Regions from separate parts of the Mus musculus genome. Here regions 1, 2, 3, 4, 5 and 7 are each linked to region 6. A link is a contact called in public HiCAR-type, HiChIP or PLAC-seq, Micro-C and promoter capture Hi-C data. All regions are on one chromosome and are shown on one strand. The core of a region is the stretch at or near the end of the contact, and the rest is flanking DNA. Distances in the headings are between cores, read along the strand shown. Region 1 holds the start of Phospho2 (phosphatase, orphan 2). Region 2 overlaps Ubr3 (ubiquitin protein ligase E3 component n-recognin 3). Region 3 holds the start of Klhl23 (kelch-like 23). Region 4 holds the start of Cybrd1 (cytochrome b reductase 1). Region 5 holds the start of Ppig (peptidyl-prolyl isomerase G (cyclophilin G)). Region 6 holds the start of Gad1 (glutamate decarboxylase 1). Region 7 holds the start of Ssb (Sjogren syndrome antigen B).

Region 1 (4,002 bases), core at 1,105-3,604, 770 kb after region 6:
ACAAAAAACAAACAAAACAAAACAAAACATGTACTAGCAATGAAGAAACAATTTGATTATACATATATACTTGGAATAAATACTAAAAAAAGAATGCCATAAAAATATTTTATCTGATTAATAAAATCATAAGTATGAAGTCAACTGAATATCATTTCAGTTTTTCTCATTAAAAGGGAAACACTATTATTTTATTTATATTCAGCTATGAGTGATGTACTTAAAATAGAAATCTACAAAACTTAAGGAAGTTCACAGACCAACTTTTAACAATGTCAATTTACCAGGGAACTCTTTTACTAAAGTTTGAAAATTTGAAAACCAGACCAGTAATCCCAGCACTCAGGAGGCTGAGGCAGACATAATGCTGCACTGTTGGACGCAGCTTCGGTTACGCAGTGTCAAGTGTGCAGTGTGAAGAGGGCCAGTGAGCAGAGAGGATGGGGAACCCCTTGCTGAACGAGTCTGACAAGTTCAGTGTGAGATCCTCAAGACACCCCCACAGGGGAAGAGGACTCCAAATGCTTGCCGTCTGACTAGTACACCATCACACTCACTCAATACACACACAGTAACACATTTTATTAACAAAATCAAAACAGTATTCTCAGGGCTGGAGAGATGGCTCACTGGGTAAGAGCCCATGTTGCTCTTCTCAGAACCCAAGTCAGGTGGGACAATTTTAGCTCCAGGGGACTTAATGTCTCTAGATGCCATGGCTGTTACATTCGAGTACACACACACATACACCCCAAAGAAGTAAATAAATAAGGGGCTGGAGAGGCAGCTGAGCAGTTAAGAACATTGACTGTTTTTGTAGAAGATCCAAGTTTTGGTGGCTTATCACTACTTGTAACTGAAGCTCCAGGGGGGTCTGACAGCCCTAGTCTCTTTGGGCACCTTCAATCATGTGCACTTACTCTCACACAAACACATATACAAACATACACATAACTAAGTATAGCACGCATAAAATGGTTTATGGACAGTGGCCAGATCTTAATGAGTGGTTTAATTGTCATTTGTGGGTTTTTGTTTGTTTGTTTCTGATTTTGTTTTTAAAATATCTCAATAGTCATTTAAATTCTGTTTCCAATTAGGGTGCAAAAGAGCTTCGAGACAAAAAAAAAAAAAAAAAAAAAACAACAACAACAAAAAAAAAACCCAACCCCCCCCCCAAAAAAAAAAAACTAGTTCTAGACCAACTTGTATGGAAAAGGCACTTGCAATCGGGAGTTTCAAGTCAAATATGAGACCCTATTTGAAATATAAGACCATATGAGAACGTTACTGAGATATTTTATGAGGTTCAATACTTGTAACTAATTTGGTAAAACTCCTGATAATTTTCACTGAGAGACGTGGTCTACACAGCTTCTGCCTTCTAAGTTATATACTCTGCCCCAGTTGCTTCAAGGATAACTCTAGAGTGAACAGGTTAAAGGGCACCTGTGTTGTCCCTTGTGGTGAGGTCCCTCAGCTCAGAGTTTCTGTCCCGTGAAGGAACTTCCTGCTCACTCTGCGTTATCTTGTGGGAAGAGGGCCTTAGGAAGAGAAAGGTACAATTTGCTGGGGATGCAGCTAGCACTGTGTAATTCACCGATCTCTCGCTAGGCGTCGTGCTCCCTCACAAACTATGCAAGCGGCTGTTGGCCTACAAAGACAGTTCAATCCCTGACCTTTCCAGCCCTGCGGAGCTTTCAACTCGCTTAGCACAAGTACACAAAAGTTCCGTCTCCAGAAATTTTTATTAATCCTTCCATACTTACCAGCATTATTACAGTGGAACATCTCTGATAGAAAACCTGAGGAGAGATAGCACAACTATGCATTAGAACGTTCATTATTGAAAGTCGCACTTCCTTTAATTTAGTAATGAAATCAGCTGTACAGCGATATGTCAGGAGAGCCTCTGCTGAGATCAAGTGCCAGTCCACTTTTTGTGTCATTAGAGACTGACTGGTTCCCGAAGTACACTAATTACAAGTTATTTACCAAGCAGTTTAATGTATGTTAAAGGTATCAACGCGAATGTTCTGGGGACAACATTCAAGTTTTAATAGTCCTACGTAACAACTGACAGGGTCTCATATAGTCCTGACTATGCCTCATAAATCAAATCATTTAAAAACACCTTTTCTGTCCTTTAATCCTTGTGGCTCGGTGGTCAAAGGGCTGTCCTTCACCTCAGCCAGCGGGGCGCAGAGTAGAAGCTCGCACCCAGCCTGGGCCTCGACTCGCACACCGGCCGGTTCCAAACTAGCGCAGCGAGTGAGAAAAGCGGCAGCGGCCGAGCGGGACCGAGGGCTCCTCACTGACCCAGGCCTGGGTCGCAGCGGGCCGCCAGCATCAGCACCAGCGTCGGCCGGTTGGTTCTCGTGCCTTACGCAGCCGGTGAACTGCTAGCGCCGGCTCGCCCACTGCTCTGCACTGCGCACGCGCACACCCGGGCTTCGGGCCTCGGTTCAGCCGCGGACAGGGCTCCTTCCTGGTTCCTGGATTGGAGACTGACGTCACTTCCGGCGTGGTTGCTAAACAACCAAATGGTTTAGTTATCGCTCAGTAGCTGACTTCAGCTTGGAAGTAGTATCACCTGCTCTGGACTCGCGGGATCAGCTTTGTTAAAGATGCAGGTGCGCTTTGGACGGCGCTCCGGGCAGGCGAAGGAAAGCCAAGGTGAGCTGCCTTGGCCCGTGCCGGAGCTGGGGTTGTTGTTTCTAGAACCCCAGCATAGGGTGACAAAGTGAGGGCTTCGGTTGCCTTTTGAAATGGGCTTTAACCAAGTCGAAAGCAGTCCCAGCAAGCATCCTTGGAAGTTAGGCAGGTTGGCCTTCAGGTGAATGAGTGGAAAAAGGAAAGAGGACTAGGGGAGCGTAGCAGTAGAAAGAATAGACTAGGAGTAGAATAGGGGTAGAAAAGGCAGCAGTTAGAGCCTTACCCCAGCTGTAACTCGTCAGACACTCGGGGCACTTAAGCTTTGTAATTCGTTGAATAAATTTTGGAATGCCGTTTGGAAATGTTATTGACCTATCAAAATCTTTATAATGTTGCAGACCTGCTGAGTAATCTTTTCTAAAGCTCACGGAAAAACCTCAGTTCTTTCCACGCTAAAGTTAAAATTCTCCCCTAGTCAAATGCTTTGATAATGTAAAAAAAAAAAAAAAAATGATAATGAGGTAATTAAAGTGACCAATTAAAGTGACCTAAGATTTGATTTTTTTTCAAAGATGTGAGCAAGTAGGACTTCTAAAAACAAAGTCTTTCCACAAGTTTAATTGTTGTCATGGTAACTAATAGATTCTTGGAAATTTGAACTATCTTCACGTTTTGCTTGAGTTCTGTAGCAATAGCACCCTACCCCCACCCTGCACCCTAGGATAGACACAATCTGGTCAGTGGGAACATTAGGAAATTTGATTCATACACAAGGACATTGTAAAAGTAATTTTTATTCACCAGATGTAACTGTTGTCTTGGAGGCTTACTGCTGAATAAGCTCACCCTTTCTAGTTCTTTCTGAACTCTGGCCTCGATGGTTCAACACAGGTGTTCTGGCCCAAACTCCTCTGCAAGCTGACTGATTCAAACTGGCTTCTCTCAGCCTCTTTCTGAATTGCTCCACTTGGAAAAACTGCTGTGTATTGAGGAGAGATGCTTTCGAACAGTGGTTCTCAATCTCCCTAGTGCTGTGACCCTTTATTACATACAGTTCCTTATGTTGTGGCGACCCGCACCATAAAATTATTTTCTGTGCTACTTCATGATTATAATTGTATGAATTATGCTTAAATTATTATTATTAAATATCTGTGTTTCCCAGTGGTCTTAGGCGACCCTCATTCGACCCCCAAAGGTGCTGAGATGCACAGACTGAGAAACTGCTGCTTTAGAGGAAGCGTGCAGTCTGAAACGCTGGGGAAAGCTCACAGTGTTAAGGAAAGCATGCTAAGGAGAGAGAAGAAAAGGAGAATACACTCCTCTGATCAGTTCAGAAGAGTGAAG
Region 2 (4,278 bases), core at 531-3,030, 650 kb after region 6:
CTCTGGCCTCCCTGGGCACCTACATACAGACACATACAAACACATACAGACACATACAAACACATACAGACCACATACTCGTATACACAGTCAAAATTATAAAATTTTAAGTGATGTCTTCACATTTTTTTCTTTATTATTAATGCTAAAAGTCTGTGATCTGATTATTTAAGAGTATTACAACGAACATATTAAAACATACCTGGTTCATTATAGCCTTCTCTTAAGTACTGAATAAGACAAAAAATGAATCTTGGAAGAACAAATTCAGACATCATCAGTAAGTCTTTGGGGACACAGGGAATATTTGAACTTGATTTAATCTGATGTCTTCTACAAAACCTGTAATAGGAAAATAAAAAAGAAAACTAAGAAAAGGGGAAGGAAAAACAACAATGTCTAATCAGGCAAGAGTGTATTGCTTCCATTTACAATACTAAAACGGAAAATACAAGCAAATACCAAAACCAATATAATCCTTCTTTATGATTTTAAAGCACGAAGTTAAAAAATATAACTTTAGTAGGCCTTTAAATTAAAAATGGTACTCAGAGAGACTTTTCCTAAGAAAAGGCCATACTAGCCATGTCCCAAACAGAACACTAAAAGAAAATCACCATAGGATTGACATGTTTGACTGCAATATATTACTTTCAAGTGTTATTTTATTATTTCTGTCCTTTATAAACCTGTAAGTACAACTTGATAGTAATCTAAAGCATTTATATTTTCCATTCCTACCTCAATAAACTAATCAATGATATAAATAATTGAAACTTATTTTATAAAGTTTATATATTTAAGTATATATATTCTTGCTAATCTTCACTACATATTACTTTTAAAAATAACTGGTACATCTGAACAACAAAGACATTGCAATATTCACAATCCAAAAGTCACATAAGTTACTTTGCTACCAAATAAAAAATTACTAATTAAATACATTAAAATGTCTAAAAATAAACTTAATAGGAAGAGTACAAAAGCCATCTTAGCTAAAAATCATTAAAAATCTGAATACAGCAAAAGTGCACTTTTAAGAGGAAAAATTATTTTATTTCTTAAAACACAAAAATTTTAATTCTTTAAATTTAATTTCACTGGAATCAATCAAAATTCATTCTATCAAGTGGAAGAGCTATGCATAAAATGATAGCAACTCTTAGAAGAAATGATTAATGAGAATAAGCTAATCCATAAACACAATATATGGTAATTTAATAACATCAACAGACTACAACGGAGTCCAGGATGCGGGTATGTAAAATCTATGGGTTTAGTATATAATAAACACAACTCAATATGGTTAAACAATTTATAAGATTTGTAGTATTGAGAGTGGGAGGCGGGGGTTTTTACAAGAGTACAGGTGCTCACAGAGGCCAAAGCAGGTCTCTGAATTTTGAGGGGAGCCTGGTTCACATAGCCAAGTTCCAGGCCAGCCTGGGAAACACAATGAGTCTCAAAACAAAAGGGGGGAGAGGGCTGGAGGAGAGAGAGAAGAAAGGAAACGGGAGGGGAGGGGAGGGGAGGGGAGGGGAGGGGAGGGGAGGGGAGGGGAGGGGAGGGGAGGGGAGGGAAAAAAAAAAGAAAAGAACATAAAAACTGATCAGGAAAATCCGTATTAGGAAGAAATTACCCCACACATTCACTTGTCAATGGTAAAACAGAAGGGGGAAAAAAAAACATGTTTACAATTGATACTAGCCAAAGGGCTACCTAAATCTTCCTGTGTGTTTTAGCTGTGTCCTAACCTTTGACTCAGTTCACTTGGCTTACTCCAGAGCTTAGTTACAAAGGCTCTTCTCTAACCTTTCTAATCTTCATCTATAACCCTTTAACCTCCTACAGAGTGTTTGTTAAAAGGTGTCATTTTTTATTTATGTGTATTCGTAGCCCACATTGGGGAGTTGGGGCTGAGGAGGCCTGGTTTCAGGGCCTCTGCAGTTGGAGTAACAGGAGGTTAGACCAGAGCCATAAGATGTATGCACTAGGAACCAACATAGGCCTTCTGGAGAAGCAGCAAGCACCCCGAACCCGAGCCCTCTCTCCATCCTCTCCTAAGTTCTTCAAACGTTCTAAAATTTTTACTTACTTTCAGGTTTTATAACTTCATTAGCTTGAGTTAATTTTAAATTAGAATTAAGGTGTAAGATATTTTGTGGTATTTTCTAAGGAGGACAGTGATCCATGAATACCCACACTGCAGGGGTTTGTTCTATTTCCTTTGGAAGGGGTCTTGTCATGGGGATTTCTAGGCAAGATCTCATGACCTAGAACAGCTTCAAAAGTTCCTAAAGTAGCTGAGGATGCCTTTGAACTCCTAATCTTTCTACCGCCACCTCCCATTGCTGGTATTACAGGTGCACACCACCATATATGCCCCCAGAAACTTATATACTGCACACAGGCATTTTACAAATTCTCTCCTTTGTATATAAAGTAGGTGATAGGCTGGAGAAATGGCTCAGCGGTTAAGAGCACCGACTGCTCTTCTGAAGGTCCTGAGTTCAAATCCCAGCAACCACGTGGTAGCTCACAACCATCCGTAAAGAGATCTGATGCCCTCTTCTGGTGTGTCTGAAGACAGCTACAGTGTACTTACATATAATAAATAAATCTTAAAAATAAATAAATAAAATAAAGTGGGTGACAACAAAAAAACACAAGATTTACTAACCCAGGAATTTATAACTTACATTAAAATCCCAACTCACTATTCCTGCAAATTTGAGGTATAGCTCAGAAAACATGCTCGGTTTATATAGGACTCTGGTTAGATTCCCAGCACCAAAGTAAGGAAGGAAGAAATCCATATAGACACATATATCTAAATGCATATACACCTTTAACACAGGCAATCCACCATCTCCTATTTTCTCAATAAGAAAAAAAGGAGTAATACAATTTGCAGTGTTACAGTCTCCGTTTGTAGAAATTTAACTCTCTTTCACTTTACAGTAAATTAGAGAATGAGCAACTGAGTAGTTATTAAAAATAAAATTATGACAATATAATAATAGTTTCAGAAATAGAGATCCTCTCTTACAGCTTTTCCTACTGTTCACAAAATATTTATCAGCGTTTATTCACAGAATCTTATAACTACAATTCTTTTTATTTTTATGATTTATTTATTTATTTTATGTATGTTAGTACACTGTGTCTCTCTTCAGAGACACCAGAAGAGGGCATTGGATCTCATTACAGATGGTTGTGAACTACCACGTGGTTGTTGGGAATTGAACTCAAAACCTCTGGAAGAACAGTCAGTGCTCTTAACCACCGACCCATCTCTCTATCATCACTACAATTCCTGACAATGGCTTTTTTTTTTCCTTTCATCCTTCCTATACACTATACTCGCTACATAAATGTTTGGAAATTTCAAAAAAGGAATGGGGATGTCTGTATATAATAGGAAATTGCAGAGCTTGAAACTCTGATCAAAATATTGTTTATAGCTTAGAGCAAACCCTAATTGATAATAGATAAGTCATTGCTAGACAAAAGAGGAAAGTCCACACAAATCAGGTGCCACCTACCTAACTTCCCCCACAAACCTTGGCAACCCTGCTTCCTGCCCTGGGGCTCATTACTGCAGTTCCTAACGGCGTCAATTTCTCAAACATTCCTAATTAACTCCTTCCTCTCAACTTTCAGCATGAAATTTAAATGATTAAGTGATTGTTACATTTAGACTAGTATATGATAAAGAAAATGTCTGGGCTAGAGAGATGGCTCAGCGGTTAAGAGCACTGACTGCTCTTCCAAAGGTCCTGAGTTCAAATCCCAGAAACCACATAGTGGCTCACAACCATTTGCAATGAGATCTGATGCCCTCTTCTGGTGTGTCTGAAGACAGCTACAGTGTACTCATATATAATAATAAATAAAATCTTTTTTTAAAAATGTCATAGTAAAACCAAGAACATATTATTTATATTCATTCGTTCATTTTTCTTAGATTTGAACAAGATCTTAATAAGTAATCACATGTTTCTTAACAATTTTACTTGTTTAGAAAAGGAAAGTAAATTTTAAATTCAAAAAACCTACGGCTATAGTACAGAATTCAATCATTGTTTTTCTTAAAGAGACAATGTTTTATGCCTTAAAGTCCATAATACAGTCTGTTATAAACATTTAGTGTTGCTTTTATAAAGTAAAAGAAAGCATGAGGCCTAGAGAAATGGCTCAGCGGTTAAAAGCACTGACTGCTCTTATGAAGGTCCTGAGTTCAAATCCCAGCAACCACATGGTGGCTCATAACCA
Region 3 (3,978 bases), core at 1,267-3,766, 740 kb after region 6:
GGTGACTGCACAGTGGTAATACCTGGCATTGAGCATGGGCAGGCCTTCTGTCCACTCATCTCCCTCACTGTTATAGATCCACACTGTGTCAAGAGCATCTATATTATCTGTCCTGTACCCGCCAGTCACATAAATGTTAGGTCCTAAGCAGGTAACACCGTAACTCTCCCTGGTATAATCTGGTATTTCTGCTCCCTGAATCCAAACATTTGTCAAAGGGTCCCATATGTGGACCTCTGATAAAGGATGCCAGTAGTAGCCTCCAATGATATACATGGTGGCTGTGGACCTCTGGGAAATCTCTTTATGCATGGGATTCAAGGCATTGTATATTAGGGAACGTATCTTATTTTCAGTTAGCAGGCAGCTTCTTTGAAGGCCTAGAGCCGTCTTTAAGTACACTGGGTCTATGTCTATGTTGATATAGCTTAGCAGGTTGTAGATGCATTCGATTCGATTCTCTACATCGTGAGCAGTCCACTTAATGACCGGCTCTAAGATAGCCTCTTCCTTCCAGACACTCAGATTCTTTCTGGACAAGATAAAGAGAAACTTTTCAAGGCTGATTTCCAGAAATTCTTCTTGCTGCCAAACTTCCTTAAACCTGGAGCAGAGGATCCTGCGGGATTCCTTCTCTAGTTCTGAGCACACATGGAATTCTGCAAAAGAGTGCATCCCGATACAGTTATCAATGTCCAGGTGCCTGACCAGAAACTGCTCACACGCCTTCTTTACAGAAAGAAACTGCAGCAGATCCGCTGCTTCAAGAAGGCTCTGTACATTTCTCTTAGTAATTTCAATTTGAGAAGTATATGCATAATTTACAAGGCCTTCCAAAATATCATGGTGGATGCCCGACAGTTTTATTTTACTTTTAAATTTTTCTTTCATGTCAGCTGTGAACATTGCCTTAAAATAATTGCTGCAGGCAGCTAAAACAGCTCGGTGACAATGGAAGATTATGCCTGAAGGACACTGAAGGGTAATATCAGTAAATAGTCCATCCATGTAAAACGTTCTGAATGCATCCAGAAAATCCACTGGATGCGACGAATCCTTGAAATGAAAAATGTAATCTTCTTGTCCTTTTAGAGCCATGCTGCAAAAAATACAAACACGTTTTCAGCTTTGTGTATTAACTCTAATAATTAATGTTAAAAATTCCGATCACCAGACATGGATGGCATCAGGCATATTCCAAAACTAGACTAAAATCAGATGCCCAAACACCATATGCAAAATGCGCTGAACTATTTATACGATGGTCTATTTAAAATCAGATTAACTAAATGAGGATTTTTTTTTTCCAGTTATCCATTTGTTGAGAGATCCTAGCTTACTACCCCCAGCCACCCAGTATCTGCACTGTCCCAGTCTGGCAGTTCCTGAGAGTCCCCAGGCCAAGTGTCCGAGGGGGTCACCCCGCCGCAGCCCGGCCCCAATTCGCCGTTGTTGGTTCTCCCCCTCCCCCCTCGATTTCAATTCACACTGAGATGCCACCAAGATGGAGAGAATCTCAGAAAAGGGATCCCTGCGCTCTGCAGCTTGCTGACAGCACAAGAGCGGCCGGGCCCGAGCTAGCTTCTGCAGCCCGCGCTAGCGCCTGGGCCCGGCCGGCGTTCCCGCCGGGAGAGCGCCCCGCCCCGGGGCCCGGCGCGGGGGTTCGGCTCCCGGGCGTCGCGCGCCGCCGTTGGCCGATGCCCGCGGCCTCTGCCCGGCCGGGTGCGCAGGTGTGGACGGCCCCGCGGCACCCACGCGCCCGCCCTCGCCACTGGGCCCGCACCGCACGGCCATTGTCTGCGCCCCGGCGCGCGTGGGCTGGGGGTGGCGGGGCCTCGTCTCCCGCGCTGCCCGTTCGCCTCTCTGGCCGGCCCCGGGCCGCCGGGCTCCGACCTACCTCGCTGGCGGCGCGGAACGCAGACTCCGGACTAGCGGCCGGCGGGGGCGGGGGCGGGGGCGCCTCCCGACCCTCTGACCATCTTTGGTAGCGCGCGGCGGGGCGCGGCGGAGGCCGCCTGCTAGCGCAGCTCCAGCCCACGAGCCGCTCCGGCTTCGGTGGCCCGCGGCTTCCCGCCTCCGCCCGCAGCCCCCCGCAGCCCGGGCGCCGCAGCGTGGGCTCCCGCAGCAGGTGGGCCGCGTCCACGGTCAGCCCCGCTCCTCTCGCGCGCGCACGCCCATCGCACTGCCTGCTAGGAGAAAGCCGGAGTCCCCAGCCAACGCCGGAGGGGAGTGTGTACCCTTACCTTCTCTGTCCTCTTGCCGGCCCTGGCCCTTGGCGTGCGGGGAGAGAGAAAGTGCCGAGAGAAGAAGGCGAAACTACGGTCTTCTATTAGGGCTGCCTTCAAATGCCACAAGTAGCTGCTTTCCCATAAACTCCATGCTGCCTCCAGCAGAGCGCGCAGGAAGGAGCTTTGGGGCTGCTTAAGCACACTAGGAGTTAACCTGGAAGCTTCCAGGGAAAGTGGGGGTAGCCTAGGTCAAGGCTGAATCCAGGCACCTAAGATTCTCGAGTTACTGTTGTAGAACACAAGCAGCTAAAAGGGGCAAGCTCCAGCCTTCTGGTGATGTCCATTGTGCCACACCAGAAAGTCCACTTTCTTATTGCAACAAAAGCTAGTATCAAATGTTTTTAGCCGCAAGATTTTGAATAACTTCCGAGCACCTCATAAAGTCCGGGAAAAGGTAATTAGGTTTGAAAGATGGTCCATGGCTGTCAGGGAGCTTACTGGAAGGAGGTCGCGGCAAACCAGGACCGGAGAGCTAAGGTTGTTCTTAAAGTAGTGTTGAAAAGAAAAGAGTAAGTAGACAGATACGTAATGGCCATACCTTACATGATGGGAGAACGCTGAAACTCCTAAGCGCCGAAAGCCAAGCCACAACCTGTGTTGAAATTGCACCAGAACAACCAGGAAGCCAACTTGGGTTTCTACCCCCACTTCCTCTTCAGGACCAACCAGGGAAGTATAAATATGCCAAAAAACGATCACTCTGTTTGTAGCCCACCCCCGGCTTTCCCAGCCAATAGCCTCCAATCAGATATCTGGGGTAGCAGAGGTGGAGGCTACTACTCTCCCCTCCCCCTTGCTTTTTCCTCTTCTTTTTCTTCTATTTTTATCCACGCTTCTCATGTCCCTGCTTTGAGCCTCTGGGAAGGACGAGTGATGGTGATTGGCCTTCTTGCCAAGCAAGCTCTGAACAAGTAACATGCTTGTTCTTCTTTGAGTGGGTTTAATTTAATTCCACATCTTAGTGTTGATCCCGGGGGAGTGTTGTGTAGAACTTCACAACCCTCACCCCAGATTTCAGAAATCTTCATTCTGTCCAAGAGCACCAAGTGATTCTTAGAAAACAACCTAAAACAAACAAACAACCAACAAAAACAAAACAAACAAAAACATGATATGGTTTATATCTTAGAGTCTGGTCAACAATTTAATACCACAGCAAGAAAGCAAAAGAGTCTTCGATTGGGGGGCTAAAGTTTACTCTGCCACTTGCCACTTAACATACAGCCTAGAGCAAACTACTAGACACACACGCGTGCGCACACACACACACACACACACACACACAAGCACACACACACAGAAATAATTTTTAAAATGTATTGTGTGCATGTGTGTGTGATCGAAATCGCGCTTGCAACATGTGTGTCTGTAATGTGTGAAGAGCCTGCAGAGACCAGAAGAGCGATACCATTGGATCCCCTAGAACCAGAGTCACAATGACTGTAAGCTGCTATGTAAATTCTGGGGCCCAAATCCTGGTCCTTTGCAATTGCAACAAGTGCTCTGAGCCTCTGAACCACCTCTCCAACATACAGAAAGAAGTCGTAAGAAAATATATATTGTAGGCTCTATACTAACTTATAGAATCTCAAAAATATGATCAATATATGCATAATATATATGTATATGGGGTAGAAACATACGTATAACAGTATATGATCAATGACTCTTGATAGAGAGGTTCACTGTA
Region 4 (3,705 bases), core at 686-3,185, 560 kb before region 6:
ATTGTAAATGTTGACCAGCCAAGCAGTGGAACATTAGCACAAACAGACGTACTGAGCTTAGAAGAAACAAGCCTTGTCTAAGAGCAGCAGATGAAAATTCCAGTACACCCGTATACGTGTTTTTGCACCAAGGTAAGTAAACAGATTAAGTGCAAAGTTTAGAGAAAGTAGAAATCTTTAGGAAAAGAGTGAAATGCGTTCCAATATGAATGGAGAGTCTCAAAGTATATTTTAGATGATATTTTGGCTTGCTGTAAAGTCCATGTTTCAGAAAGTGAGCATATTGCCATAAAAGCGAAGAGCACTGGGGGGAGGGGGAATTGTTGAGAATAAGGCGCTTAGAAGAATTTCTATGTCCATGGGTTAGCGCCTCTGCGTCGGCTCACACTCATATAATGCATCCAGTGAAGACACAGAAGATGCTCAGGAATGTTTGTACTTTTGTGAATGTCTTCTGTTGGGTTAACCCGCCTGACAGGTAACCCGCTGTCATCTGTGTTTCCCTCACCCTCAACTACAGCACTCCGTCCAAACATCTAAAGGGTCTCACGGCGTCCGGAGCTGTTCTGGGTGGCTGGAAGCCACGAAGAGGTGTTTGGGACTATTTAATTAAACAGAGGATATTAACAACTCTGGCCAAACGAAAGCGCTCCACCGTGATGGAAAGAGTGCTTCTGGTGGTTGGAACTTTAGAACCTGGATATGTTTTTCTCATTTTAGGGTAGTGGCCAAATAGCTGGGAACTCTGCAGCGAAATGGCTTGGATGCCTACCTCACACCACAGTAGCTCAGCATTAGTATTACCTTCTCCAGATTCCCATGGAAGAAGGCTGACCACTCTTGCTGGAGGCCGTAGCACCGGTTTAAAGCATGCGCGGGGTTGGGGGGGGAGGGCGGGGGGTGCAACACACACACACACACACACACACACACACACACACATTTTTCTTTAGGAACGAAGCCAGTGCTTCTGTTTGCTCATTTGTGGGACTTTTAGTATTGGTGAAGAAGAGGAGGCCTGTTCAGAAGCCAGGCTGCTAGAACCTGTTCCGAGCCTCTCAAACAGTTTGTGCTAAGCAAGCCCAGCACAACAGCTTGGCTTTTCTGAATGCATTCTCGCTGTCACCGCCTTTTTGGAAAAGTGAAACGTGCGGTGCCCCATTAGCTGAAGAAGACAGTGAAGATGAAGAGTAGAATTGCAGGGGGAGAGAGAGAGAGAGAGAGAGAGAGAGAGAGAGAGAGAGAGAGAGAGAGATAGATGGATCCCGGGCGTCCAGCGGTCCCTTGGGGCCACTCTCAGCTTTCATCTCCCTGTCAGATTCAAGACCACAAAACTCCGCCAAGGAACTTTCGCCACATCAACAAATGGAGCGCAGCCAGGCAGCAGCCGGTGACTGATGGAGGTGCCCAGAACTCCGGAGGAAAGAACAGGACAGGGGAAAGGATGGAGAGGCACCAACTGACGATGCTGCGCGGAGACTTGAGCTCCCCGCCTAGGAGACCTGAAGCAAGTTCAAAGGCCAGCCTCACCGAAGCTGGGGTTTCGCGTCCCTGACTGCGCAGGCCCTGCCCACCTGAGTAACTTTCCCTAGTTTCATGAATTCCTTGGAATCCACGACGGCGTCCCGGGTCCCATCGCGCAGTGACCCCACCAACCCCCTCGAGGATCCCAGTACCGATGCCCTGGATGAAGACGAAGCCGGTCACCGCGAGCACCGGGTGCCAGTTAAACTCGAGCCCGCTGCCGTTCCAGCCAAGCCCCTCTCGGAAGTGCAGGACCCAGATGAGCACGAAGATCACCGACAGGAAGCCCACGAGCAGCGCGGACACCAGCAGCCCCAGGAAGCCCCGGTAGCCCTCCATGGCCATCAGCACCCCATGCTCCACGACAGCCTGCTGGAGAACTTGGTGTTGCGGCCGTGGCCTCGGGGTACTGGCCCGGCGGTGGGGCCGGGGCGGCGACTTCTCGGCGCCGTCTCCGCCCGTGGGGAGGGGCTTTCTTAGGGTAACAGGCTGTGGGGCCTCCCGGGGGTGCCGCGGGCCCAAGCTCCAGACGGTCCCACCCCTTATCCCCCATCCTCCACCCCCGATCACGCGGCTGCACCGTGAGCTCTGGCTGCCGTGGTGGCCACCACCTGAAGAAGCATCCAACCTCCTTGAGTGTGAGTCAGTTCCTCACCAAGACAGCGCCCAGGAGCTCAAGCCTACCACTTTGCTTCAACTCTATGCGCCTTGTTTCCTTATTCTTGTGGAGGGCGGTGGTACACACTCTTTGTCACCAGAGACAGATTCACTGAAAGTGGTGAAGCCTGCGGTTGTAGTTATCCAGGCTTCCTGACCCCCCAGAGGGTCTGCTGCTGAGGGCAGCAGTGGACTTGGCCTTACCGTGTAAGGAAGCACCTGTAGGGATGAGAGTGTAGTGGAGCTCACCTGTGACCCCAACATTCAGAAAGCTGAGGCGGGAGGATAGCCACAAGTGTAAAACCACTCTAAGCTACATAGAGAGTTCCAGACCAGACCGCTATAGAAAGCCTGCCTCAACATCAAAACAGAGAAGAGAGAAAGAGAAGGCTGAAAGCGCAGCTAAATTGGTCTTACTTAGGTTTGCCTAGCGCGCACAAAGACCTGGGCACAGTCCTTAGAACAGTCCTTAGAAGTGACACACCCCTTATAATTTTACCATGGGAAAAGTAGAGGCAGGAGGATCAGATGTTTAATATCATCCCCAGTTACATGGAGAGTGTGAAGCCAGCCTGAGGTACATGCTATCCGATATCAAAAATAGTAACAATAACAGCTGGAAAAGACAGAAATAACAGAATATAAGCCACCTGCAACTTGCAGTTGCGCCAGGGAAGACAGGCAGTCACAGCCCTGGACTTGCCTGGAGTGTGCTAAAATGAGTTTAAAGATGTCTGCCTGCTCAAACCAATGTGAGCCTAGACCTTAAACCTCCCTGAGTGACTTAACTTGATGAAGAGACACTGGCTTCCTGTCCTTTTCCGTTATCCTTGCCCTTCTAGGTGAGACATTGAGCATCACTATCAGAGGAAAAGGGTGCTGGATGCCTCGGCTTCCAAAGTGCATTTGGGAATGCTCCCTCTAGCCCTTAGAGACCTTACAAAACACAGGAAAGGTAGTGTGTGTGTGTGTGTGTGTGTGTGTGTGTGTGTGTGTGTGTGTGCGCGCGCGCGCGCGCGCAAAGCTCGCGCGAGTGTGTCTCTGTGTGTGCACACCTGTGTGTGCGCATGTGCACACGTGAGCACACACATGTGCATATGTGCCTGCTCATCAAGGAATGGTTTTTCCAATTATAGGTTTTGAGGGCTAGTTCAGTAGGTAAAGGCACTTGTCACTAAGTGTGATAACCTGAGCGTAGTCCAAAGAACTGACAGGTACAAAAGAAAACCTACAAGTTGTCCTCTGACCTCTACATTTGTGCTGTGCTGTGCGCGCCCCCCCCCCCCCCACACACCACTATCACCACCGCACCAAATAGATGTTTAAAATTAATTTTAGAATAAGAAACTATAAACAACATTTTGAAGTTTTATTTATTTTATAACTATGAGAGTTTTGCCTCCATGTCTGTGTACCATATGCATGCAATGCCCACAGAGGCCAGAAGAGGGCAGTGGATGCCCTGAGACTGTAGTTACAGACTAAAGCTGTGAACCACCTACCATGTGGGTGCTGGGAACTGAA
Region 5 (4,198 bases), core at 44-2,543, 840 kb after region 6:
TTTAATAAAGCTTAAAGAAACTGTTAAGCAACTAGCTTCTTTTAAACAGAGAGAAATGTAAACTATTACATGACTAATAACACTCCACATTATTAAAATTAAAGAGTGGGGTCCCTAAGGTGTTTTTGTTTGTCTCATCAAGTTGTTCAGGCTGGCCTTGATTGGTGACCCTTTCTCTTCAGCCCGGGATTATAGACATTGTGACACCAAATCAGGAGTTACACTTTTAGGTAAGTTAGAAGCAGCCTTTCTAAGTATCTGTGCAGTTCCTCTTATGGCTATCTTTTAAAACTTATAAAAAAGGTTTCCTCGAACTGTCCAGTATCTGTTACAAAATAGCAATTACTAGTCATCATATTCTTTATACAATGGGAATGACACTAACACAAATCTTATCCTTTCTGGATTTAGCTTCTGAAAGTTAATATGGACCTTCCAAATTTTCAAAACACTGTATTATTTCTTAAATGTTCTGGTGATCAAAAACAAACAAACAAAGAGAGTCTTTACTTAATCTTTACTTAGCGCAAGTAATGTATTCGTGCTAAGAAATCAAACTGAGTGCACAGGGTGGTGCTTCCATAAGGTTTTCCAAAACAATTAGACAACGGATGCCCGCTACGGTTGACTTTGTTCGACATCAAGAGGAAACACGGAAAAAATCAGTTCGTTTCTCCTAAAGGCGAACGGGGTTCAGAAACCATCTTCTCCTCAACAGAATCCTCCTCCCCCAAAGGCCCGGCCGCTTCCAGTCGCTCAGGAACATGAGAAAACTTCTAAGGCCCTGAGGTTAACATCTCGCATTTGAGTTTTAGGAGTGTCCCTAACACCAAGGGCCTGTGTCACTGAGGCATGCACGCCAGCCGCTGTCCTACGGGAGGAAAAGGTCGGGAGGACCGGAGCCCGCGGTCGATTTTATTCCCGGGGATCCTGGCTCTGCGCCCGTCCCTCCCTAACCCTAACCTGACAGGCCCTCGCGCTGCGCCTCCCCCTTCCCTAACCAGAGGTCCCACCTACCACGCCGCAGCGCTCCGTCTCCCGGTTCTGAAGCCTCCAAAACGAACCTAGCTCCCGGGAGCCGAGGCTGCCGTCGCTGCCGCCATATTACAGCTTGTGCGGCAAAATGCGTCAGGGAGGAGGTGTGCGCCCGAGCCGGGAGGGCGGGGGCTGGAGAGGAAGAGCCGCTTCCTTCGCCCCGGGGCTCGGCTGCAAGCCGCCGGGCCACCACGGGGCCCCAGGCCGCGCCGCGGTCCCCGGGGCCACCCCTCCGAGCCCGAGCAGCCCAGAGACCTCGACGGAAAGACGGTTACCTCGGCCCAGAGGCCCGCCGCGGCTCCGCCCCTCGCCCTGAGCCCTTCCCGCTCTCGTCCCCAAGGCCCGCAGAAGACGCCGCCGCGCCGACAGACGCTCTCGCATCCCTCACCTGCCCCGCCGCGGGCTTCTCGTCTCCCGGCCCGGTCCTGGAAAGCGCTTCAAATCTACCGCCGTCAGGAAAGGCGCTAAAGCCCACTAACCGCCTCCCTCCCCCACAGCCCAGGCCAGGCGTGGAGGGAAGGTGTCGCGCCGGAAGTACGTCAGGGATGGGTGCCGGCGACTCCCGGCGTTCCCGGGCTGACGTCAGCATCTTCTCCTTGAGCTTGTAGGGTCTCTTCTGCCTTTTAAAATACGTTCCCGACGGGTCGCTTGATGGTTTCTGAGAGTTGATTGGATCGGTGTGGATCCGTCAGAATGTCACAGCGCTCCCGAAATGATGCGCATCACTTTATAAACAGTGACATCCTCTGTCGAGGTATTTAGAGAGACGTTCTGCCTCCAAGGAACCTTCAGCAAACGCTCAAAAGCTAGTAACAAAGATGAGCTACTTTCGGGACGTGGTAGCGCATGCCTTTAATCCCAGTAGTCGGGGATTAACATTTTATTGAGACCGGGTCTTACTATATACCTTGGCTGCCTTGGAGCTCTCTACGTAGATCAGGCTGACATCAAACTCTTTAAGAGATTACCCTGCCTCTGCCTCTTATCCCAAATGCCTGGTCCTATTTTAATATGGTTGTATTTGTGCCTGTGTGTATATGCACTGTATATCTATAACTGCTTGCAGAGGTCAGAACAGGGTGTCAGATCCTCCCCGTCCCCAAACTGGAGTTAAAAGCATTACGAGACACTCAATATGGGTCTTCCTTCAAGAGCCACAAGTGCTCCTAATGGCTGAGCCATCTCGCCAGCCCTTGGCCATGTGATTTAATTTTCGAGGATGAAATTTGAGACAAAGTGGCATGCTGCTCTAGGCTTTAAGACATTGCCTCTTATTTTCTTCATTTGCCAATATATTCTAATCATCCACAAACAAGGAACTGGCAGGCATTAGAATAACATAATGGAAGGAATTTAGATCCCAGAATAACTACATGGAGCAGAAATGCCTCCTATCGGGCTCATTCACCTAAGATCTTAATTTGTGAGAGAAATCGATCTTTTAAAGCCAGAAACAAACAAAAAGGAATTCCATTGTAAAAATTAAATCTAGGATGCCACACAGTGGCGGTGGACATCTTTGATCCCAGCACTTAGGAGGCAGAGGTAGTCGGATCTCTAAGATTGAGGCTACAGAGACCTACACAGAATTTAGAAGATTGAAGTAAGGCAGAGTGTTGTACAGTTATTTCATCTGGACAGAAATGTTTCCTCCTGGAGGGAAATCAGGATGAAACTCCCAAAACTCACAAGCAAGTTTCAGGAACTCGGGCTGGAGACATAGCAAATTGGAGCTCTTGCTGTGCAACTGCGAGGCCCAGAATTCAGATCCGTACACCCACATAATAAGAGAGGCTTCGTGTGCAAACCTGTAATCCCAGCTCAAAAAAAGTGAATAGAGATAGGTCCCAAGACTCTCTGGCTTCCAGCCTAGCTGAGAACATCCCAGATTTGGGGAGAAAACTTGACTCAAAATGATTAGATAGAGAACAATAGACAAGGCCACACAGTGTCCTCTCTGACGGCAATGCACATGCATTTGAATACACATGTTCAAGCTCACATGCATGGACATAGACATATACAGAGAAATGAACAGATATATCTTTTAAAAATTGCAAACATTGCTAGGAAATGGTTGTGCACACTTCTAATCCCAGCAGAGGCAGGCAGATCTCTATGAAGTTGAGGGCAGTCTGGTCTACAGAGTTGAGTTTCTGGACAGCCAGGGCTACACAGAGAAGCCCTGCCTGGGGATGGGCATAAATAAACAAGAAAGCTTTGAAGCTCTCAGGAACCCTCTCTCTTGTTAGATGAGCCGAACAGTTTGCTGGAGAGAAGAGACCGTTTGCTGGGCTGCCTGGAAGCAGCTCTTGTAAATTGTCACCTAGACTGAGGGAATTGTTTGGTGATGTAGCTGCCTTACAGACACTCATTATCCTTTAAGTAAGCCCTCACCTGTGTTTGTAGAAGAAACCCCAGTACGTTTATGAGTTCACTAAGATAGACTTGAGTGAAATTGTTCCTTTGGTCTGTCATCAGTATCCTCACTAAACATGAATAGACTTTTGTTCATATCTTCCCAGGAAAAGAACACAACACGCTAGGAGCCGAAACAGGGTTTGAAAGAACCAAAGATGCATTTGAGAGGAGCAGCTGTGTGGTCCCTGCTCTGGATGACCAGAAAAGCACCTGGGCTGAGACAGCTGAGGGTGGTGCATCTGTGCAGGGACTTCCATAATGGCTCTTCTGTGGTACAGGGTGGCATTGCCTCTCCGATAAATAGTGTTTACCAGGGACCATGTGGTTTATGCTGGTTAGGGTTTTTTGTTTGTTTGTTAACTTGACACAAATCTAGAGTTGTCAGATTGCTTGTAGGTCAGGGTTTTACTTTTGTTTTTTTTTATTTTTGTTTTTGTTTGTTTGGGGTTTTTTGGTTAATAAAGAAGGGATTTGCACGCCTTTAATCCCAGCACTCAGGAGGCAGAGGCAGGAGGATTTCTGAGTTCGAAGCCAGCCTGGTCTACAAAGTGAGTTCCAGGACAGCCAGGGCTATACAGAGAAACCCTGTCTCAAAAAACAAAACAAACCAAAACCAAAACAACAAAAAGAAGGGATTAGCTCTTGGTGAGTTGTGACACTCTCAGAAAGGTGGTCCTAGCTTGTATAAGAAACATATGCAGCATATCTCCATAGCTTCTGCTTCAGTTCCGGCCTCCAGGTT
Region 6 (4,270 bases), core at 1,145-3,644:
TTTTTTTTTGTCTCTAAGATGTAATTAATTGAATCTCAGGCAGTTTTGTGCACCTTTTACGCCCCTGGCTTCGCCCTCACTCGTCAATAGCTAGACGCAAATTTGGAGCAATTAGGGACCCAGAGTTTTCTAAAAGCTGCAATTAACGTCGAAATTTCCCCTGATTATGGACTGTGAGTACAGCGCTGGGGGCGGGGGGGGGTGGAGGAAAGGAGAGGAGGAGGTCAGGTTTCATCTCAAACCTAGAGCTAGGAAACTGTTCTCGCTGAGACTCCGGGTTCCTCACACTACCCCTCTGTTCTGACCCCTGTTGTCCCGCCAGACACAAAAACACAACACAGCTCCTTGAACGTCTCTGCCCCTTAGACCCCAAAGATCTTTCTTGCCCGGCCCTTGTGAAGTCCTCGCTGCTCTTCGGTGCCCTGGGAGTAACCTCGCGTCCCTGGCAGCCAAATGACCTCTAAGCAGGAACCTGGAATAGGGCCCCATTTGTTTCTCAGCCTCCATCATTTCTACGCTCTCCTTTCGCGTTCCGACAGCGCAGCCTCCCGCAGTGCCAGCGCCCCCACCCTCGCTGCAGTCCATTTAATAGGAAACTGGGGCAGGACCTACTTGTAGGGCGCAGGTTGGTAGTATTAGGATCCGCTCCCGCGTTCGAGGAGGTTGCAGGCGAAGGAGTGGAAGATGCCATCAGCTCGGTGGTCTTGGGGTCTCTACGGTTCAAGGGTCCCCCGCAGACTGGGCGCAGGAACAGGCTGCAAACAGAAGGGAGAGCTGTGCCGGGAGAGCTTCTAGGTCCTGCGGCCCGGGGCACCGAAGTCTCGGAGACAGAAGGGAGACCAAGGGCAGCGAGCTGGCTGGGTCCTGGTGCGCGGTCGGTGGGAGGGGGTGGGGAGGCGCTCGCTAGCTCTGGGACTGGGGCGCAAGCACAGTAGCCCCGGGCGACTCTCAAGTCTAGAGGCGCAACGGGGTGCTCCGAGTGAGGCTCACAGCTAAGGGGCGCCGGAGGCGGGTGCAGGACGCGAGGGATGGGGTGAGGATAGGGCCAGGAGCACTAGGGAGCACTCATCGAGCAAATTCCAGCCCAGCCGAGACAAGCCCCATTGGGCTCCCAGCAGCCTGGTGAACGGGCAGAAGAGGAGGGGGGAGGGCGTGCGGGGCGGGCACGTCTGGTTCGGTGTCTGGCTCCCGTTGTTGTGTCTGGCCAATTCCTTGGAAAGAAGGAGGCTCACAGCGCCGGGGACAGGGACTTTGGTGAGACAAGGTGAGAAGAAATAGGTCCTCCGCCCCTCAGGACTTGACCCGCTAAGAATCAGTCACCTTGCACTCCAGACAGCCAAAAGGCAGCGTGTCGAAGCCTTGCTGATCAGTTTCTTGTCCCACCTCGTTTCTAGCTTTCTCAACCCTAGAGCGAGGCTCCGTCCCAGATTCACTGTTTCTACTCTACCTAGTCCCCAGAGTTCGTTTCACTGAGCCAGAGAAGGTGGCAGAGGGTAAAAAGGAGACCGTCACCCGGTGGCGAATTTGCGCCTAGGGCGCAAGAGACCTCGGATAGAAGAGTGCGCGGTTCCCCTATTTGGTGTTTGTTCGTGGACAGAGTGAGGGAGAGAGGGCGAGAGAAGAGGAAGAGATGGGGAGAAGGAGCGGGCGAAAGAATGAGAGGAGAGGGAGGAGAACGGTAATCTGGGTAAATCTAAGACCCCGCAGAGCGCAGCCCACCAGCCGCCTTTTGCGTGTCGTCCCTCGGGCCGAGCATCTGTCCCCCCCCCCCCCCGCAACCTCCGCGCGCTCTCGCAGCTCCGCGGGCGGCGGTGGGACGCGGGTGCTGGGGAAGTAACAGGTTATCGCTCCTCGCACCTTCTGCCGCTGCTACCCAGGCGCGTATCCGACAGCCGTGAGCTCCGATCCCCCAAGCGCAGGCAAAAAATGGCTCTGGGGTCACTTCAGCCCTTATGTGTCCTCCCGAATGAAATTGATAAGGGTTTCAAGAGCGAGGAGGGTAGGGGATGGGTGCGCCAAACCACAGCTGCGACAGGACTGGCGGGAAGCACTCGGCTGTGGAAGGTGGGCGACAGGCGCGTGCTGGTGGGGTGAGGCAAAGGGCTGGACAAGAAGCCGCAGGCTGAGGGCACCGGGTTGAATAACCGAGGCGGGGCTCTGGCAAGTCCGGGCGATCCGGTATTTACCCACCTCGGTTCAGCGACAGCGAGCTGGACCCTCCCGCGACTCCTCTGCGAAGCGTCCCGGGGCTGGGCTGGGCTCGGCTCTGTCACAGGAGTACGTGCTGGGTGTCACCCCAGGGCTGCTTCCTTGCTTGCACGATCCCTGGTCCGGCACGGGAGAGCCTGAAGAAGGGAGAGATCCGGAGAGGCGGCCGCTGGGCTTGGGGGAGGCGGGGGCGGAGTGGGGAGGCGGGGACCCGCTCGGCGGGGGGAATCACGAGGCCGTTGCTCGCGGGGGCAGCTCGTCCGCGGAGCGCTGGGGCTCCTTTGCAGGTGTCTGACTGCCTCTGGAGCTTTGTAGGGCGATTATAAATCCAGCTCACGGGTTTGCGACCAGAAAGGAGGGTGTGTGTGACAAAGTCCTATGAGTAATCCAGAATGCACTCAGCACGCTCTGTTTTTTGTTTGTTTGTTTGTTTTTTGTTTTTAAATTATTTTTGAGATAGGCGATGTTGGGTGAGGGCAAGGGAAAATATAATTCCTACGAAGAATTTTGTCTCACTGGGTGATTCTTCCTTCCCCTCTTCCTAGCCCTCCATCCCGTATCTTGGAGAAGACTAGAATATTTGCTTTGCCTTGATCAATCTCCTGTGGTTGTCCTGGATTGGCGATTCCAGAAGGTTTTCTCTGGGTGGTGTCCTAGGGAGCGCTCTACTGAGCCAGTATGGCTGTACAGGCAAAGCGGAGATGAGGGGACCACCCAGACAGACCCTGGAGTTTCTGCACTCCCGTTTCTTCTTCCAGTCCATCTCCACACTACCTCGTTCGAACACAGCTACCTGGCACCACAAGAGGCAAGGGGTCTATTTCCCTTTCTCTGAGCCCTCTCCCTGGAGAGGGGTAAAAGAAATCTTCGTAATTGATCATGTCTGAAGGTTAATAACACGCACGAGTGCCGCTCCACACGCCTGGGGCAGCAGAGCATGGAGGGTGGCTCCGGGAAGCCAGGACGGCACTCCGTGTCTTGGCCCGCTCTCCTCGCTTCTTTTCAGTTTCACGCTGTTCAATGATTCTCTCTTGGCAATATTTAAGCACATTACTGAGCGGGGTGAAGTCCCCCACCATAAAAAGGCGGTATTGGAAAAAATTTCCACCAGAGGGCGCCAAACACACAGAGACCCCGTGCTGGCGGCCTTTTCCCTGGTGCGCCCTAGACAACACCTGGAGATGCCCGAAAGGCTCTGTAACGGCCGGCCTCTTCTAGCCTTCTCGCCGCTACCTCCTGGCTTTCTTTTTCCTCTCCCTCCGTTTCTCATCCTTTAGGGGCAAAACAAACTGGATTTTTGGGCCTGTCTGAGTGATGGGGAGTACTCTATGATCGCTTTACTCGTTTTCATAGAGATTTCCCTCATATTGTGGAGCAGCAGACCGGTTTATTCATGTGCACCTCTGGGTCTTCGATGGTTTATCCCAGGCCTGTCTCTTTTTTTGTGACCATCTTAGCGACTTTCATCACCACTCAACGGAAACATCAAAAACAAATAGTATAAATCACCGAAATTTTCGTGAGGGAGCTGGAAGCCTCAGGGCTGGGAGGATACGGTCTGATCAACAAAAGGGATTGAAGTAACTAAGCTGCTCCTTGCGACCAAAGAGAACATTGCTGTTTTCTCTGGGCCTCACATAAAAGCCCCCGCACATTTTAAAAACAAAAAGCACCCGAAGGGTGGGCTGAGCTGAGTTGGAACAGAAGTTCCCCTGCGATCCTGTTAGGTATGTATGTGTGTGTGTGTGTGTGTGTGTGTGTGTGTTTCACGAAGGAAATGGCCCCTCAAACCACGCACCTCAGAGCTTTTCAGAATATCTTGAAACTGTTTACGAGGAGGTAAACTCGGAGTTTCTTCCACGCCCCCTTTCCTGGCCTTCGTTAAAAGATATAGTGACATCAGTCAGGAATCTGGGTGTCACTGACTAATGTCAATCACTCAAGACTCGCTGGTCAGGAGGGAGGAAGCATAAATCCTCCCGACCCTAAGTACCCACAATTCTGCCTAGGTGCGGCCTTCCTCTGTCTCCTTAATCTTCCTCCAAGACTCTGTAAAGACGCT
Region 7 (3,759 bases), core at 603-3,102, 700 kb after region 6:
AGAATCAAAGCTAAGCCAGTTGTTTGAAAAGCCCACATATCGCTATTAGATGTTCTGTTTTCATCTTAAGTTACAATTTAACAACACAAGAATCATACCTCAATTTGATGACAGATTTTGGCCTCCAAAGCAGTCATTTTTTCATTATCTCCATTTTCAGCCATTGTGGCTATCTGTAAAGTTTCTCACACTGGTAGGAAGGTTATTATTTTTATATAATAGTCAATACAAGAGAATGAGTAAAAAGTATGCCACTTTTTTTTTAATTTCAAGAATTCCTAACCTTACAGGTTTCCCTATGAATTCTCATACATCTCAACAAAGCAACACCTTGGATTATGGATGGAAAACTCAGATCAACAACCCCTCCTCCCAGTAAATCCTACTTTGTAACCAAACTCTTCATGTAGTTGGTAAAGCAAAGTTCAGCGATAAAAACAAAAAAGCAGAAAATGTCCACTTAACTACCCCTGAATCATTTCTAGCTTTAAAAATATCAGTATTATAGTCTGCCAGCAGTATATTCCTATAGCCCTCAATGCCAATTATTTGCGTTTCTTTTCAAATTAGTCACAGCTGACTTACCAAAACTTATTACTGGTAAAAATGAAAATAGAGTTCAGATATGAAAGTTACGGTGTTAGACACTATATAGGAGAATACAAGAAAAATGGGACCTTGTGAGCACAGATACAAAAAATTTTAAACTAGGGACGCTGGAAGGTAAGGATGTGCCTAAAACACTACTACACTGGTTAACTCTATAGCCACTTTCCTGTTTCACGGTCTGACAACAATCCTAGAATAAAGAGGGACTGTGATACTGGTTTGCTAGAAATCACAAACCGGATCTTCTGTCTTACTGGCTTTCAGCGCCTTACTAAACCACCCTACCATATTGTACGGAAGTATACCAGCTCTTGAAGAGTTTATCTGCAGCAGCTGAATATAGTTATGAGTTACTGTTGGTATATTTCTTGAGACATTGCTCAAAATGCTGGAGACTGCTGGCGATACACTGGTCCTGTAATGGGAAATCTACGAAGTACACGTCCCACTTCAGAATTTACTGTTACAGGCGCTGGTTTGTCTCCCACTACCAACAATCTCACTTCTCATTACTACAGAGACACAGGTCAATAACGACCTAGTTAGCCCCTGCAAGACTTCTGCGGCCTACCCAATTTAGGGACTGTTTCACACTGAAGACAGAATGGCAATGGCAGTTCTTTGAAGGAAAAAAAAAAAAAAAAAAAGATAGCGACGCTGGGAACCCAATAGCGGCCCCCACTTCTTCGGCCTCCAGTCAGTCCCCACAGAACCCTGTCGCGTTTAACCCGCACCGACCACCCTAAAGACTTAAATGGTCCGAAACATCCGCCTCTGGCCAGTCAGGAAAGGGGTGCAAGGAACAAACCGAAAGGACGCCGTGAGGATGCGGCGAGCCTCTGCCTAAAGGCCCCGCGAGAGCCGCATCCTCCCACACCGGCCCGCCGGGATCCCTGCCACGTGGAAAGCCCCAGGCGCCCGCATCTCTGGCCGGGGCCCGCTCCGTGGCCTCGCCGAGGCCCGCGCCCCCTCGGGCCGCGGTCCAGCACACGGCCACGGGCCGCGCGGCCCACGCGGCGGCGCGGAGAGGAAGGTGAGGCCTGCGCATAGCACAGCCCTTCGTACCTTCTCCTCAGTTTCCAAGAAGCTCACCTCAAAGATTCGGATCCCACGGTCACCACAGCTTCAAGAACAACGACAGAAGCGCCTGGACTTCCGAGCGCCGGCGGGCCAGCCAAACGCGCTTAAAGATGGGGGCTTTCCCGGCAGCCCTTGCGGACAGGTGGGCGTGGCCGCGGACGCAGTGGCCCGGCTCTGCTTTCCACGCACGCGCCGTTACCGCAGCCTCCCACAATCCTCGGAGGAGGAGTCCCGCCCTCCCGCCCGAGAAATTGTTAAATTGCTCAGCAGAATGTTAGGGGCTGACAGGAAGTGTTTTTGTGGAGATCTTTGTTTTTAATGTGTTTCTGGGCAGTATGTTCGAGCCTTCCCTTCTTTCTTCTGTAGCGCTTGGTTTTTCTTTTTTTCCCCCTTTGTCTCTTTTTTCCTTTTTTTTTTTTTGAGACAGCGTTTCCGTGCGTAGTCCTGGCTATCCAGGAACTCGCGCTGCTCTGTAGACCAGGCTGACCCTCAAACTCCTCCTGCCTCTGCTGAGACACTCGCCTACCTCTTCCGGGAGTGCTGGCATTATTAAAGGGGTGCGCCAGCACGCTTGGCCTTTTGCAATGTATTTGACTTGCATGGTGTTGTGGTTTTGGAAAAAAATTAAAAAACCATACAGTTGCTTGGTTTCCGACAGGCTAGCTCTCTGAAGCACAAACTGGCCAATGATTCGAACTCCTGCTTCAGTACAAAGTGCTGGGACTTCACCTACATCACCAGGCTCTTACTGCTCCCCCTCTTGCTGCTGCTGTCTATCTTTGCTTGTTTTGATGTTGGAGTCTGACTCAATGAGTAACCCAAGCTGATCCCAAACTATGCTTCTGCCTCCAGCCACCCTAGTGCTGGGATTACAAACAAATCTTTTTAAAAGTCTCTTGCTCCCAGCACTTGGGAGGCAGAGGCAGGCGGATTTCTGAGTTCGAGGCCAGCCTGGTCTACAAAGTGAGTTCCAGGACAGCCAAGACTGCACAGAGAAACCCTGTCTCTAAAAACCAAAAACCAAACCAAAACAAAAAAGTCTCTTGCTAGGAAAGAAGTACATTTAGAATAGTTTGAGAGACTTCACACTTAAGTCAGGACTGCCACTTTTTACATAACAATTTTAACGTTTTAGAGGTGCAATTTCCTTATGACATCATCTTTTTCCTTCAGTGTTCCTGGAATATAAAAATTACTTTCACAAAATAACTTCATAATCTCAGAGCATTTTGGAAGTTCCCAAACAGATAAACTCTAAAATTTGAAGAAGAAGAAGAAGAAGAAGAAGAAGAAGAAGAAGAAGAAGAAGAAGAAATGCATTTATAGGTTAACTATACATGCCATTTTGGCCAAAGAAAAAAGAATTTACTAGTATTATCCTCAGGTAGTTTTAACTTTAGATTAATTACATTCAATAAAAAAATTTTCAAGTTTCTACTTACTGTGAGACATAAATGCTAAATTTTCCTTTTTTAAAGATTTAAGTTTATGTACGGGTGTTTTGCCTGCATGGATAGACAGTGGAAAAATACCATGTGTGTAAATGCTCCCAACCTACTATAAATCCATTTCCAGGGACTCTAACACTCTCTTCTCATCTTTGTTGGGTCCTGCACGCTTACAGTGCACATACATACTCCCAGGACACACACATAAAATAAATAAATAAGCACTTAGATAACTTAAATGTTCATAATAGTAAGTTATGTGATTAAAAGAAAAATTAGAATCGACTATATGTGTACCACCAAATAATTAAAAAGTTAAATAATATATAGTGATAAAAACAAACTGATTTTCATTTACTGGTGTTTGTGAAATTCACAAGCACGGTGCTCAGAAGCAAAAGGTGTTTCACATAACCATTTTCTCCAAATACTGCAAATATTAATGTAATGTTGTATAAATTATATTAAATAATATAAAAAATCTTATTTCCTTCTACCATTCTCATGAGAATATAATAAAAGGTACCATTAGCAAAACTCAAGGAAATGAATTATCACCTTCAAAATATATGTTTTACACACATGCCCATACTACCTGTTATTGTAACCAGGTAAGTTTCAC

Evidence for each region. Promoter capture Hi-C pulls out the DNA fragments that hold promoters and counts their contacts. Hi-C and Micro-C count contacts between places; a contact is called where the count stands out from the background. HiCAR-type assays count read pairs that join an accessible place to other places. HiChIP or PLAC-seq counts read pairs in DNA pulled down with a chosen protein or histone mark.
Region 1: a HiCAR-type map of astrocytes shows a contact between it and region 6, with 4 times the contacts expected there. The contact joins the promoter of Phospho2 here to the promoter of Gad1 in region 6. A contact is called at or near these places in 1 of 39 promoter capture datasets (embryonic stem cells) and 2 of 115 datasets of contacts at active chromatin or transcription factors (astrocytes and embryonic hindbrain).
Region 2: a contact with region 6 is called in an H3K27ac HiChIP or PLAC-seq map of embryonic stem cells, with 7 times the contacts expected there. The contact joins the enhancer-like site here to the promoter of Gad1 in region 6. A contact is called at or near these places in 1 of 39 promoter capture datasets (hippocampal neurons), 4 of 115 datasets of contacts at active chromatin or transcription factors (embryonic basal ganglia, embryonic forebrain and embryonic stem cells) and 1 of 9 other capture datasets (embryonic stem cells).
Region 3: a HiCAR-type map of astrocytes shows a contact between it and region 6, with 4 times the contacts expected there. The contact joins the promoter of Klhl23 here to the promoter of Gad1 in region 6. A contact is called at or near these places in 1 of 39 promoter capture datasets (liver), 2 of 484 Hi-C or Micro-C datasets (both in embryonic stem cells) and 3 of 115 datasets of contacts at active chromatin or transcription factors (astrocytes, embryonic forebrain and embryonic midbrain).
Region 4: a contact with region 6 is called in a Micro-C map of embryonic stem cells, with 3 times the contacts expected there. The contact joins the promoter of Cybrd1 here to the promoter of Gad1 in region 6. A contact is called at or near these places in 1 of 39 promoter capture datasets (liver) and 3 of 484 Hi-C or Micro-C datasets (all in embryonic stem cells).
Region 5: a contact with region 6 is called in a HiCAR-type map of astrocytes, with 5 times the contacts expected there. The contact joins the promoter of Ppig here to the promoter of Gad1 in region 6. A contact is called at or near these places in 3 of 115 datasets of contacts at active chromatin or transcription factors (astrocytes, embryonic midbrain and forebrain).
Region 7: a contact with region 6 is called in a promoter capture Hi-C map of embryonic stem cells, with 4 times the contacts expected there. The contact joins the promoter of Ssb here to the promoter of Gad1 in region 6. A contact is called at or near these places in 2 of 39 promoter capture datasets (embryonic stem cells and hippocampal neurons), 9 of 115 datasets of contacts at active chromatin or transcription factors (VIP interneurons, astrocytes, embryonic basal ganglia and 5 more) and 1 of 9 other capture datasets (embryonic stem cells).

What each region holds. Positions count from the first base shown.
Region 1 is chr2:69,788,089-69,792,090 of GRCm38.p6, reverse strand. It overlaps Phospho2 (phosphatase, orphan 2), which reads right to left and starts at 2,354. Exons shown (of 4, transcript NM_028521.2): 1 at 2,135-2,354; 2 at 1,770-1,805. It overlaps Ccdc173 (coiled-coil domain containing 173), which reads left to right and starts at 2,605. Exons shown (of 9, transcript NM_001077684.1): 1 at 2,605-2,676. The coding sequence starts at 2,628.
Region 2 is chr2:69,910,478-69,914,755 of GRCm38.p6, reverse strand. Ubr3 (ubiquitin protein ligase E3 component n-recognin 3) reads right to left here. Exons shown (of 39, transcript NM_177783.6): 2 at 203-342. Among named protein-coding and RNA genes, the nearest start is that of Ubr3, 15 kb to the right of the region's middle. Within about 2 kb of position 1,780, at least 11 of the 459 cell types and tissues checked have an H3K27ac peak or open chromatin away from gene starts, as enhancers often do. A contact at or near this core is called in embryonic stem cells, where this site is marked.
Region 3 is chr2:69,820,908-69,824,885 of GRCm38.p6, reverse strand. It overlaps Klhl23 (kelch-like 23), which reads right to left and starts at 2,516. Exons shown (of 4, transcript NM_177784.4): 1 at 2,244-2,516; 2 at 1-1,099. The coding sequence starts at 1,098.
Region 4 is chr2:71,116,284-71,119,988 of GRCm38.p6, reverse strand. It overlaps Cybrd1 (cytochrome b reductase 1), which reads right to left and starts at 1,935. Exons shown (of 4, transcript NM_028593.2): 1 at 1,677-1,935. The coding sequence starts at 1,869. It also overlaps a transcript of Dcaf17 not described here.
Region 5 is chr2:69,720,183-69,724,380 of GRCm38.p6, reverse strand. Ppig (peptidyl-prolyl isomerase G (cyclophilin G)) reads right to left here and starts at 1,293. Exons shown (of 14, transcript NM_001081086.1): 1 at 1,018-1,293.
Region 6 is chr2:70,560,253-70,564,522 of GRCm38.p6, reverse strand. Gad1 (glutamate decarboxylase 1) reads right to left here and starts at 2,394. Exons shown (of 17, transcript NM_008077.5): 1 at 2,191-2,394; 2 at 613-755. The coding sequence starts at 691. It overlaps Gad1os (glutamate decarboxylase 1, opposite strand), which reads left to right and starts at 1,166. Exons shown (of 3, transcript NR_040496.1): 1 at 1,166-1,264.
Region 7 is chr2:69,859,655-69,863,413 of GRCm38.p6, reverse strand. Ssb (Sjogren syndrome antigen B) reads right to left here and starts at 1,852. Exons shown (of 12, transcript NM_001110145.1): 1 at 1,702-1,852; 2 at 99-190. The coding sequence starts at 164.